Regions from separate parts of the Danio rerio genome. Here region 2 is linked to region 1. The links are chromatin contacts, called in public Hi-C maps. All regions are on one chromosome and are shown on one strand. The core of a region is the stretch at or near the end of the contact, and the rest is flanking DNA. Distances in the headings are between cores, read along the strand shown.

What was found. Hi-C and Micro-C count contacts between places; a contact is called where the count stands out from the background.
Region 2: a Hi-C map of an unstated tissue shows a contact between it and region 1, with 1.9 times the contacts expected there. The contact joins the enhancer-like site here to the promoter of ociad1 in region 1. A contact is called at or near these places in 1 of 18 Hi-C or Micro-C datasets (an unstated tissue) and 1 of 4 datasets of contacts at active chromatin or transcription factors (embryo).

The regions. Positions count from the first base shown.
Region 1 is chr20:25,852,023-25,857,986 of GRCz12tu, reverse strand. It overlaps ociad1 (OCIA domain containing 1), which reads left to right and starts at 3,622. Exons shown (of 8, transcript NM_200302.2): 1 at 3,622-3,773; 2 at 3,920-4,004; 3 at 4,118-4,171. The coding sequence starts at 3,714. It also overlaps a transcript of fryl not described here.
Region 2 is chr20:26,062,617-26,068,580 of GRCz12tu, reverse strand. The region is part of intron 2 of slain2 (SLAIN motif family, member 2); the gene reads left to right. LOC141379566 (a long non-coding RNA gene) reads right to left here. Exons shown (of 2, transcript XR_012396423.1): 1 at 5,758-5,964; 2 at 3,012-3,325. Among named protein-coding and RNA genes, the nearest start is that of slain2, 9.0 kb to the left of the region's middle. Within about 2 kb of position 3,155, at least 3 of the 62 cell types and tissues checked have an H3K27ac peak or open chromatin away from gene starts, as enhancers often do.

The DNA of each region.
Region 1 (5,964 bases), core at 2,373-4,872:
CTGGATACAAATATCACGGTTTCACGATATTGTGATTACTGCTCTAAAATATATGAGCAATTGCGTGCAAATGTCAACCTTGCCATGAAAAGTTTTCATCAAAATACAGAAACCAAGTGGCTACAACTGGAACCCCCTACAAAATCTGAATGGTTGGATATCATATCAAATGTTCAAAATATGGAGAGGATGACTTTTTCTTTAAAACTACAAATGGACATATACCTGCAATATTGGGAGAAATGGATTGTACTTATGCCTTTACAGAGTGTAATCTGATTTATATATGTATTTGTTCATGTGACCTGTAAGGAAATATGTGACCTGTCAACCATTCATTTAAGTTCTGGTGTTTTACTGTATTATTTACTTAATTTTATTATTTTTTTAACTTACTTTTTGTATCCCCCCCCCCTGTTTTCTTTTTTTTTTCTCTCCTTAAAAGAAATAAAAATAAAGTATAAAAAAAAAACAAAGAAAGCGTTTCTGGGTTTTTTGTGTAAGCAAGTATTTTACAGTACTTTAGAAATACTCAAAAATGCATCTGGCAAATTTTTCAAACTATTATATTTAATTTACCAAAGTCACATAAGTGGCAATTTCATATCTGTCACATCCATAATGTACAGACGTCACATCCATTAACAACACATTTTCCTTATAAATGTGAAAATGTAAAATAAAATAAAATCAATCATTTTTGTTTTATAGAGAGCCAACTCATATCCTTTTGATTATCACCTTTTTTTGTCACATCCATAACTCATGTTTATTTCCTTCATATAAAGTACAAAACATGTTGACAGACTGATATAACTGTCTCATAACTCTGTGATCAGTTGTTCTGGAAAATATAAACAAAAGTTTCAATATAATGTTAACACACTTTCTATGCGAATTTATGTTTTGAGTTTTTACTGCAAATGTCACATGCATAACGCTGGAATTGCTCGTATTCTTTTTTAACATTTGGGTAAAAAAATAATAAAAAACTTTTATCCCATTGAACAAAAATCATTTTAGTTTTTTTATTTAGGAGCAGCAAACATGTCAGGCTAAATAATTTAAATTAATGATTGACTTCTGCTGTCTTCATTAGTTTCAAAAACACTTATTTTTTTCAACACATTTAAAAAACACATTCAAAAAAATCTTACATATACCTTAGGAATGGTATAACAGAAAATTTTAGAGGTTTTAAAACCTTGATTTTTCCAAACCACAGTAAACCTTGAAACCGATTCCACAGTATGGAAACAAAACTGTTTAATCTATTATCATAAGATTTTACAGCAGGCCAGCTTTTACACAATACTGACAAGAAATAAAAAGAAAAACTATCACTCAATACTTCTTATTGATTTGTTTCTGATTCTTCACTTAAAATTACATTTACACAAGTCTTTCAGATATTGTTTACTTGTGTTATTGCATGCACTGCATTTAAAATATATATACTAAATTTAAAAGCAAAAATTTCAAGAATGTAACACCTATGCTAAAACAATCCCATGCAGCAGTCTTCCCCCCTGAACACCACTACTGTTCACAAGAGAAACACTACTGTCTTGACACTCAAAGCGGTAAGCAGGAAGAGTTTACACTTCAAGATCAGGAGTGTGAACTCTTCTCTGCTCCCTGCTGAATAGGCAGCCCTCTCTCACCAAATGCTGAGACTCTCGAGTTGTTAACATAATTTATGACTCATGCACATGTTTGCATAGGACACCAATTAACATCAGTGAGCCTTTCATCTGACAGATTTTATTAGATGGACAAGATAAGTTTGTCTAAAATGAAACAAAGCCATGTCTGCAGATTAATAACTCAACACTAACGGCTGCTCTGGTTTTACTGCATTTGTTTACATTATCTCTTAAGGAAATAAAAGAGAAAGTAAACTAACAGATTGATAATCTGGTGGTTTCAAACAAGAGGAGAGTTGTTAATGAACACGACTTGGTGGCTTTAAAACCCAGCCTAGTTACATCCTGTAACTAAAACCGCAGATCTTTACTATATAACTTATTCCTCCACTAAACATGTAACTATAACTCTATTCTAAAGAGTTTTCATAACGTCACATGCTTGCAAAAACACGGCTTCTCTCTATTTTCTGACAGGTTAAATGCAGTTTTGGCTCGCAAAAACTTACACTATGGTTTGTGCATTTAAACTATTGTTTCGTGTGGCCTATTTAACTCACGAATGGCACTAATGGTGTCTAGAAAGGCTGTCTAAGTAGACTGCTAACTATGTTTCGTGACACAACCACTGACTGTACTCATCTTCGCTTCAAATGCAGGTCAACATAACATAACTTGTCTACCAACTGATAATATCCTGCGAGGGGAAGTGCATGTGATACGACAACCGATGAGAGTTAAACAATAAGTTTACTCTCCCTGCCCAACGTTAGACGTCGGATATTTGAGGTTAGTCAAACAGAATTCGGCCTTTCTTACCTTTTTTAGAGCAGCTGCGCTTTTCCTCGTCAGTTAGCCTGCTCACGCTAGCGCTGAAAACCCGATGTCTCTTCTCTCCAAAAGATGGCGAGACCAACTCCAGCTTTACAAAAACAACATTTTACATCCGTTGACCTCTAGTGTTCGATCTTGAAGCTGATCTTCTCGGTCTTTTTTCGCAAAACACCTAAAAACTCGACGAATGACAACGTGCCCACCTCCCTGTCCATCAGATTGGAGCAGCGCTGGCTAACGGCTTTGACAATCCGCTGTTCTGATAGGGGAGTTGCTGTGTCAAGATTGCGGATCCAAGCCCCGCCCCTCGCATTCACACGCTTAACAAACGGACCGTTGTATTGGCGGATTGGGACGTCAATCAACGCACACTACTGCTGGATAGGTTGAAGGACAAGACTCCCTCGGTTTGTCATACGCGTTCGTAAGCAGCATAGACCTGATAAAATCAATCTTTTTTTAGTTCAGACCCGTTTACTGTTCGTTGTTTATGAGATTAGTTATTCTCTGTAAAGTCGGTCGATAGAAGTAATTAAATGCTATTGACATACAAATGAAAGCGATTAATAACGTACTTATACTGACACTTTAGTGTCAGTTATGATTCTATTAAGTTAAATGTAGTTTCTCTGTTCAGACTAAAGTATTTATATTGTCTAAGATGAGCATAACCATTATTTATTGCTGTAAATGGGTTATTAGTTTTAGTCTTACACATTTTCACGTGTTTGGACGCTTTTTGCCCCTTAAATAAATAAACATGAAATCACATAAAATGTTATGAATATTGTTATTTTAAAATCGCACGTTATTATTAGATGTGTATTACAAATGTTATTACAAGTCTACGTGTCGTATGAAAACAGTTCACATACAAATTTACTTATACATGTAAAGAAACTAAAAATGTATATTTAAATAATTTATTAAATTAAGAATCCGGGGAATTAAAATTAGTTTTTAATCGAAGTCGAATTTACAGTAAAGCATTCCTCATTACATAACTGTTTATACAGTAAACAAAAGCTCACAAGGCAAAACAATAAATCGAAAGAGACTTTTAATCTGTACTTCCGGCCTAACGCCTGCACTTCCGGGTTGGTCTGTTTTCCTAATAAGAGTCGACTGGAGGTCATGTCATAAAATGTGTCGTTGAACTTGTTGACTGGTAATCCGCGTAATCCCATGGCTACTGCAAAAACGTTGTTTTTGTAATTGCATCTAGGATTGGTCATGTCGCAAGCATCGTCTGGATTCACTCCGGCTGCCCAAGTCCAGCATGGGTCCAGTAAGGTAACGTTAGGCAGTAAATTCACCTGGCAGTGTTTGTAAACTAGAACTAAACTGCTCTGTCTCACGCAGAAGTACTCCAAAAAGCAGAGTGTGTCACTTAATCATCAATAGGTGTTCTTTAATTACTCATAATTTTGCCTCCTCAGGGTGCTTTTAATTCTGCTTATATTCCCACTGAAGAAGAGAAGCGTGTCTTCAGGGAGTGCAACTCAGAAAGCTTCTGGTACAGATGTGAGTAATGCTATCCAGTCATTAAATGTTGATTTTCTGCATTACGTTTTAGCCTTTGCTAGATACAGATGAGCGTTTCTGATTATGTGTTTGTGCTTTCTCATTGTCTTCAGCTTTACCATTTTCTGCAATAGCAGTCGGAATCACTCAGGTACTGGTAGCAAAAGGTATGTTCAAGTCCTATATTTCAGGTTTTTACGTCTGTTTCTCGTTCCTATTGTCATGGAAAACCTGGAATTATCAGTGAAGATTTAAAACAAAGGAAAACCTTGGAAGTTTCCATATAGAGAATATGATTATATAAATATAAATTTGTTAATTTTCTTGTCGGCTTAGTCCCTTTATTAATCTGTGGTCGCCATAGCTGAATGAATGGCCAACTTATCCAGCACATGTTTTTTGCAGTGGATAGATACCGTCCAGCTGCAACCCATCACTAGGAAACATCTATACACTCTCATTCACACACATGCACTACACACAGTTTAGCTTATCCAATTTACCTATACCACATGTCTTTGGACTGGGGGAAACTGGAGCATCTGGAGGAAACCCACACAAACACACACAAACATGCAAAATCCACACAGAAATGCCAGCTGACCCAGCGACCTTCTTGCTGTGAGGCGACAGTGATATCCACTGTGCCATAGTGCAGCCGCCTATATAGAGAATATTGTATTTCTAAAAATTCTGAGATATGCTTCTTTTTTTTTTTCTTTCTTTTTTTTTTTTAATGCGCTTAAAGTGTTCGAAAATGTATATTGTTAGATATACCTTTTGGAAAGTATATTTAGTCTCTCTTAAAATAATAATAAAGTAAAAAAAACATTTCACCCTGTTATTAATAATTACTATAAAGGTTATTGTTAATTCAGGGAAATTTAAGGGGTAGTTCACCCCAAACTGGAAAATTGTCATTGTTTATTCTCTGGGGTTCTCTGGCTAAACTATCACAGTACCAGTTATTATTAGTTTATTAGTTTATTTATTTATATAGCACATTTTTACAACACAACGTTGCCCAAAGTGCTGCACACAATCAATACTAAAAATAAAATCTACATCACATACATAGCAATTAAAACATAAGGCAAACCCCTCAACATTAAAAAGGGTAAAATACTAAAGAACAAAGTATGCATCGTTTGGTAAAAGAACAATACAAAATTTCCAATCCTATTATTATTATTAAGTAGGAAATTGTTTATTTATTTATTGTAAACGTCTACTTTTACAATGATGCATTCAAAAAACTGCAGAAATGTTCTAACCAACAGGCCAATGTCATATACTGTACAGATACATTTCCTAATAAATAACCTTCTATAAATTAAAGCATTAACGTATGCTATATATTTTTTTCACAAGCTTTAGAGACGTAACATAAATTCCACTTTTAAATAATAACTCACCTTTAGCTTTCTCACCTTTTTTTCGATGAGCCACAGCTGCGTTGGCATAAATGTTTTCAAAGTGCACTGCGAAGGGAACGTAATTGTCAATATGATGATCGCTAAATCTGAACTGTTAAAATAGTTTAAAAGCAAATTGCAGCTAAGAGTGATGCCTTTTAATGTTTTTTTAAATCATTCTAAGTTTAAATGTTAGAATGTTCTAAATGAATAGGGGATAGGATAGGTTAACTGGGAATCACACATAGGCAGGAACTATGCTTCTAACTACAGCTCGAGATGTGTAGTTGGAAAAGTGCAAGTTTGCGAATGTTTGTTGGAACTCTGGATTTGGAACACACCAAATCAAGGAACTATGGTTGTAACGACGGAACTTGCGACCTTAGTTGGCTAAGGATGGTTTTCAGAAATGCAACCCATGGACAGTCCACTTTTGTATAAACTTTATCGTTTTGCTTAACAGAAAGAAAGAATGTAAGCACCAAACAAATCTAGGGATCACTCACTCGAGGGTCCTGTGATCTCAATGAGAAATCCAAAAAATG
Region 2 (5,964 bases), core at 1,906-4,405, 210 kb before region 1:
AGTTGGCTAATCCTGGCTCGGTTGGAAGAGGTGCAACAGAGTGCAGTTCGGTTGAAACAGAAGATGCGACAACACTATTAAAGGACTTTCTTATGGATTTGTTAATTATTCTTGATGCAAACTTTCATATTAAAGATGCAAACCCCTTGCTGCATGTCAGCTGCATCTTCAGCAAACCTCCTAATACCTGGTGACTTTATGAACATTTATGAGTGTCAAAGGTTGTGGATCTGTTCGACCAAATGAACAGTCGCATCATCGATGACATAAGCATCATTGCTCTGGCTCTGAAGGTGAAAATGCAATGTGAGTGTTGGCTGTTAGGGAAGGGGGGACAATCTCTCTTAGGCACAGTTTAAGGCAACTGTACCTAGTGTAAGTGCGCCCTAAGATGCTTTGGGGTTTTAGGTACTTGCATGTCCTTTGTGACTGCTATGCTGCAATAAACATCATCAAAAGCTTTTACATGCTATTCGTCTTTACAGTGGCTTATACAATTAGAAGATAAAACATTTGTGTTTAATTTTTATGGATTTCTTTCTTTCTTTCTTTTTATTTTATGCAAAATCTGGCAACAATAATTCTAGATGGATTTTTTGTTTTTTTGCAACGTACTGAGTAGATTAACATTTACAGTGTGCTGCACATTATAGCATGCATATTAAAACATGGCATTAACATGAAGTTGTTCAGTTTAGTTCCATACACAGACTGCATTGATTTTATGTAAATGTGGTTGTCATTGGGAGGTAATTCAGCTGTTGTCTGCAGGTGTCAGTTTTTCAACAAATATATGTTCATTATGGTTGTATATCTAATTTCTCTAATGTCTGTTTTATTCTACTATTGCGTTGAGTTCATCCAAACCTATTTCTTCCTCTTTTTTTCAATCTCAGTTCTCTCTATCTCTCTTGCTCTCTACCCATTTACTGATCTCCATTTCTGGCCCTGTTTCTCTCCCATCCTGACTTCCTCACTGTGATCAGGCTGTCACCATGTGTGTATGTGTTTTCAACATGTGGCCTGGCAGTTCACTGGATGAATCCTTTTTCTAGAGAGAATCTGTACGTTTGGCAGTTTCTCTGTGCTATCCGTCCATCTTTCCTCTAATTATAGGTAGCGAAGAGTTATGACAGGTTTCACTACAGTCTTATTTATCGTCACGAAGGCCACTGCTGTTTTTAGTCAGGTATGCCCATGTGACATGTCTTAAATTAAGCAGCTTGTATAGAAGGGCACTGATCATGCTCATACTGACATGTGACAGACTTTTAAAGCAACTACTACACAACAGTGACATCACTCTTTTATATACTCTTATACTTTTCTTTTATTGTATCACTTCAATAAAGAAAGTGCAGAGACAAAGAGCAAAAGGTCTTGAGTGATTCTCATATATCATTCCTGGCTCGTCTTCTACCATCACCTTGACTGACATGGGAATCGTTCCAGAGAGATCCCAGTTCACAGATCAGAGTTTTCCATTAAAAAGATCTAATCTGCAGTGGCTGCATTTGATTACATTTGGATGCAGGCCAGGTGTGAATCACTCGCCATTGTGCAAGTCAGTATGATGTCATTGTTTTAAATGCACTCATCATAATGTCATCATAGAGAAGGCAGCAGGTTGTCACCCTTTGAATGTTTGCATCTTACATTTTCCAGATCAAATTTTTCTCATCTAATTATTAATTATAATATGCTACTATTTAGGGCAAGAAGATGAGTAAGGTTGTTTCAAAGATATTTTTGCTAAACAAGGACCAATTAAAATGATTGCAAGTGATAAAAGTGAGATTTTTATTGTTAAAGAATCGATTCAATCAGAATCAAAATAAATAGTGTTCTATTGAACATCCTATTGACCAAATCATAACATGGGTTTGCAGTGGTACAGGTGCCACAAAGCTCCACAAACTACACTACATGACAAAAGTCTTGTCAGTAATTCCCAGTTGTAAGAGCAACAAATGATAACTTGATCATTTGTAAAAGTGGCAGAAGCTAGAAGATATTTTTCTAATAATTTATCTGTTGAACTGCATCCCAATCATCACATATACTGCACAAAGACCTATTAAAAACTGCTTGGACCCAAGATTCACATAGAAAACCGCCAAGTTTGGTAAAGGTCGAATCATGGTTTGGGGTTACAATTAGTATGGGGGTGTGCGAAAGATCTGCAAAGTGGATGGCAATATCAACAACCTGAGGTGTCAGGACATTTGTGCTGCCTATTACATTACAAACCTTAGGTAAGGGCAAATTCTTCAGCAGGATAGCACTCCTTCTCATACCTCAGCCTCCATATCAAAGTTCCTAAAAGCGAAGAAGGCCAAGGAGCTGCAGGATTGGCCAGCCCAGTCACCAGACATGAACATTATTGAGCATGTATGGGGTAAGATTAAGGCATTGAAGATGAGTCTAAAGAATCTTGATGAGCTCTGGGAGTCCTGCAAGAACACTTTCTTTGTCATTCTAGATGACTTTATTAATAATTTACTTTAGTCATTGCAAAGATGTATGGATGCAGTCGTCCAAACTCATGGGAGTCATACACAATATACATTTTTTTTCTACTGCACCATGACTTTATATTCTGTACTGGACATTATTTCTGTTAAGTGACAAGACTTTTGTCTAAGCAAAGTCAGACCTTACTGTCCTAATTAAATCATTAAAAATCAAGGCATGATCATATTTTATTTTGGTAAAATAACCATAATCTAGAGGCCTTTGCCTTTCATTTAAGCCACTTCTGATAGCAAGTGATCAACTAAAAGTCAAGATATTATTTGTTCCTAAAACTCGGATAGGCAACAGGACTTTTGCCAGGTAGTGTACAGGTTTGATCTTTCAGAAATCATTATTGTTTTTTGTACATATTAGCATATATAACAGATTAATATGCAGGTCACACAATTATTTCTATTAAAATGGAGTAAAAATAAATAATTCACAGACTTATTATTTAGCCTACAATCAACTAGCAGCAGGCACAGATGATAATAGAATTGAATTGCTTTATTCATTTATCAAAACCCTCTCAATAAAAGAAATCTCATTCAGTCTGTCAGTCGGTGTAAGCAGGCACACAGCCCATGCTGAGAGTGTAAGGTGTGTATTGTGGTTTCCAGGTTACCTGAGGCGTTGTTAATTCCCTAGAGCCATTGCCAAGACAGTGAAGTGCGCCAGTGCAGATGTGTGGGATGCATGTCAAATCTCTATCCTGTTCGACACACCTTTCAGCCTCTTATTGCTTGTTTTTTCCGTTTTATCCCTTTCTCCTGCCCTTTTCAGAACCGATTACCACTGTGAAGTGCATCTGTGTATGTGAGAAAGGAAAACAGAGACAGACATGTTTGCACACATTAATGACGGTTGAACAGTCTAACTCGGCACTCTTAAAAAGCAGTAGAAGCGCCAAACAAATCATCACATTTTGAAACTGAGCTTGGACACTCCTGCTGTAAACTTCAGAAGCTGTATATAAGCAGTTTGGTCATAACAAGTTTTTTTGTGCTGTTTAATTTCAAGTGTCTGCTTTATTATGGTATGTCTGCTGTTTGTCTAACCATGGTAACTCATTCCACGGCTTTACACTTCCCTCAGAAATGCAAACACTTCCATAAGGTTGTGGCCATAACCATGGTTACTAAACTTGCTGGACAAGAGGATGACATGAGATGCTGAGATTTGATAGAAAGAGTGCGAGTTATTTAATCACATGTTCCACTGACCAAAAAAGACCAGTGTTTGTTTTTTTTTTAAAGAAGTAGAAGAAGAAATACCATTGCAGATGTTACATTCTCCATTAGATATCACATCACAGAACAAGTATATATAAATGTTATTTCAATTTGGCCCTGAAACCGTAGTATCTGGTAAATATTGTAAAATGTAAACAAAAAATACTAGTTTATCCTCATTTAGTGGGACTCACTGCTGTCTGGGGCTAAACGTTATGATCTTGTTTTCCCCATGAATAAATAACGTTATTCATTCATTTATTTTCCTTCAGCTTGGTCACTTTAATCATCAGGGGTCACCACAGCGGAATTAACAGCCTACTTATTCAGCATATGTTTTACACAGTGGATGCCCTTCCAGCTGCAACCCAGTACTGGGAAACATCCGAACACACTCATTCACACTCATACACTGCGGCCAATTTAGTTTATACAACTCCCATATAGCGCATGTTTTTGGACTGTGGGGGGAAAGCGGAGCACCCAGAGGAATCCCATGCGAACACAGGGAGAACATCCAAACTCCACACAAAAATTCCAATTGGCCCAGCCAGGGCTTGAACCAGTGACCTTTTTGCTATGAGGCAACAGTGTTAACCACTGAGCCACCTGTCGCCTAAATAACAGTATGTTTGGCTGTTTTTCATTCATTACTTTGTCAAAGGGGTTGAAGCTTGAGCTTGACTAATACTGATTGAACAAAAGCAATCAACGTACCACTAAAACAATTCATTATATAATCATTTGTTAAAAGAACAGAATGTCTTTTCAAATTGTAAAAGTGATTTATATTGTTATTTAATTGTTTGACACTAGACAAGCTAAAGCTTATCTAATGTATTCAAGATATTTTTTCCATCATTTGTACCTCTAAATGTGTGCCTTTTTGTACAGTAAATAAATGTACTGTGTAAATCGAAAGTTCTATATTCCCCTTGAATATTGTTATTAGGCATGATATGATAACTGGTTTCAAGGTCTACAGTGCTTTGGAAAAGTCAAAGACCGCCAACATTTCCTGTTATACGATTCCCATGGTGTATTTAAATTTTTTTTGTGCGTTTTTACGCCTTTTACAAAAAAAAGTTTAGGGCAACAACAGTATCTCCACATTAAACGCTATGAGATTTAGAAAACATCTGAAAAACAAATTGCGTCTAAACCAACATCCAAGCATAGAGCTAAACAGTGCAGTGGCTTTACTATATATCCAAAGAAAAGAAAAATCTCCAAAGATGTAAAGTTCAGTATTCTTTACAATCATTTTATGACTGTGTAGAGTCAAGATGCACTTTCCTCTGAGCCAAGAACATTCATTTCTCTCTCTCTCTCTCTCTCTCTCTCTCTCTCTCTCTCTCTCTCACTCTCACTCTGCCTTTTCTTTAGCTGCAACCTCAACTTGCCCCTTGCAATCCAATCCGCTATTGCAATCCTGTTTGGAGTACACTCTGTTTCCCTGTTGATATCTTTCCCTTTGTGTGTTTTTTTTATATTATGTCATCACTCCTTTTTCTCTACAGATCTGACGAGTTTCACTGATTCTTAACACTTTTAACAACATTCAAGTTATTTCGTTTTTCTCTTAATTTGTCCTCTTTTGTCTCTTCCTTGTCATCTATGGCTCATCATGCTGCTGTTAGTGCCATAAGCTCTTTTCTTATTATCTGTTTGTCTTTAAACAGACCACATTACTCTGACCTTTTATTATTAGTGGACTCTCTTGCACATATTGTCTGTCTCTTTTCTGCTCCCCTTCCCTTAGAAACATACATGCAGGCTAATGGACATTTCATATGGACTGTACATTAAGCTGAACAGGATTTGCTTGACAGACAGTCATTAGACATTAAAGTCCGGGTTTCTTATCCTGTAATACCGAGTCATGCTGTCTTATTAGCCTGTTTAGTCCAGGCTGTGATATAAAGCAACGTTAGTGAAACATCTTTTCAGAGGCAGAATTATCTGTGGGGTTTTAGCTTGTGTTTTTGTAGTGTATGGATGTAGTCACCAGAGTTATGATAGATTAGCTGTCCTCATTTCCCCTTTTCCTGTTTTTTCTGTCCTTTTCTGTCTGAGAGACACAAAAAAAGCCAGTATTAGTTGACTCATAGTGGTTTAGTGGTGCTGGAAAGAGCGTGGATGAGCCAAACCATCTGATGGACTGGAATGTAATTTGCTTTGGCCATATAAATGGCTACATGACATCTTAGAAGAT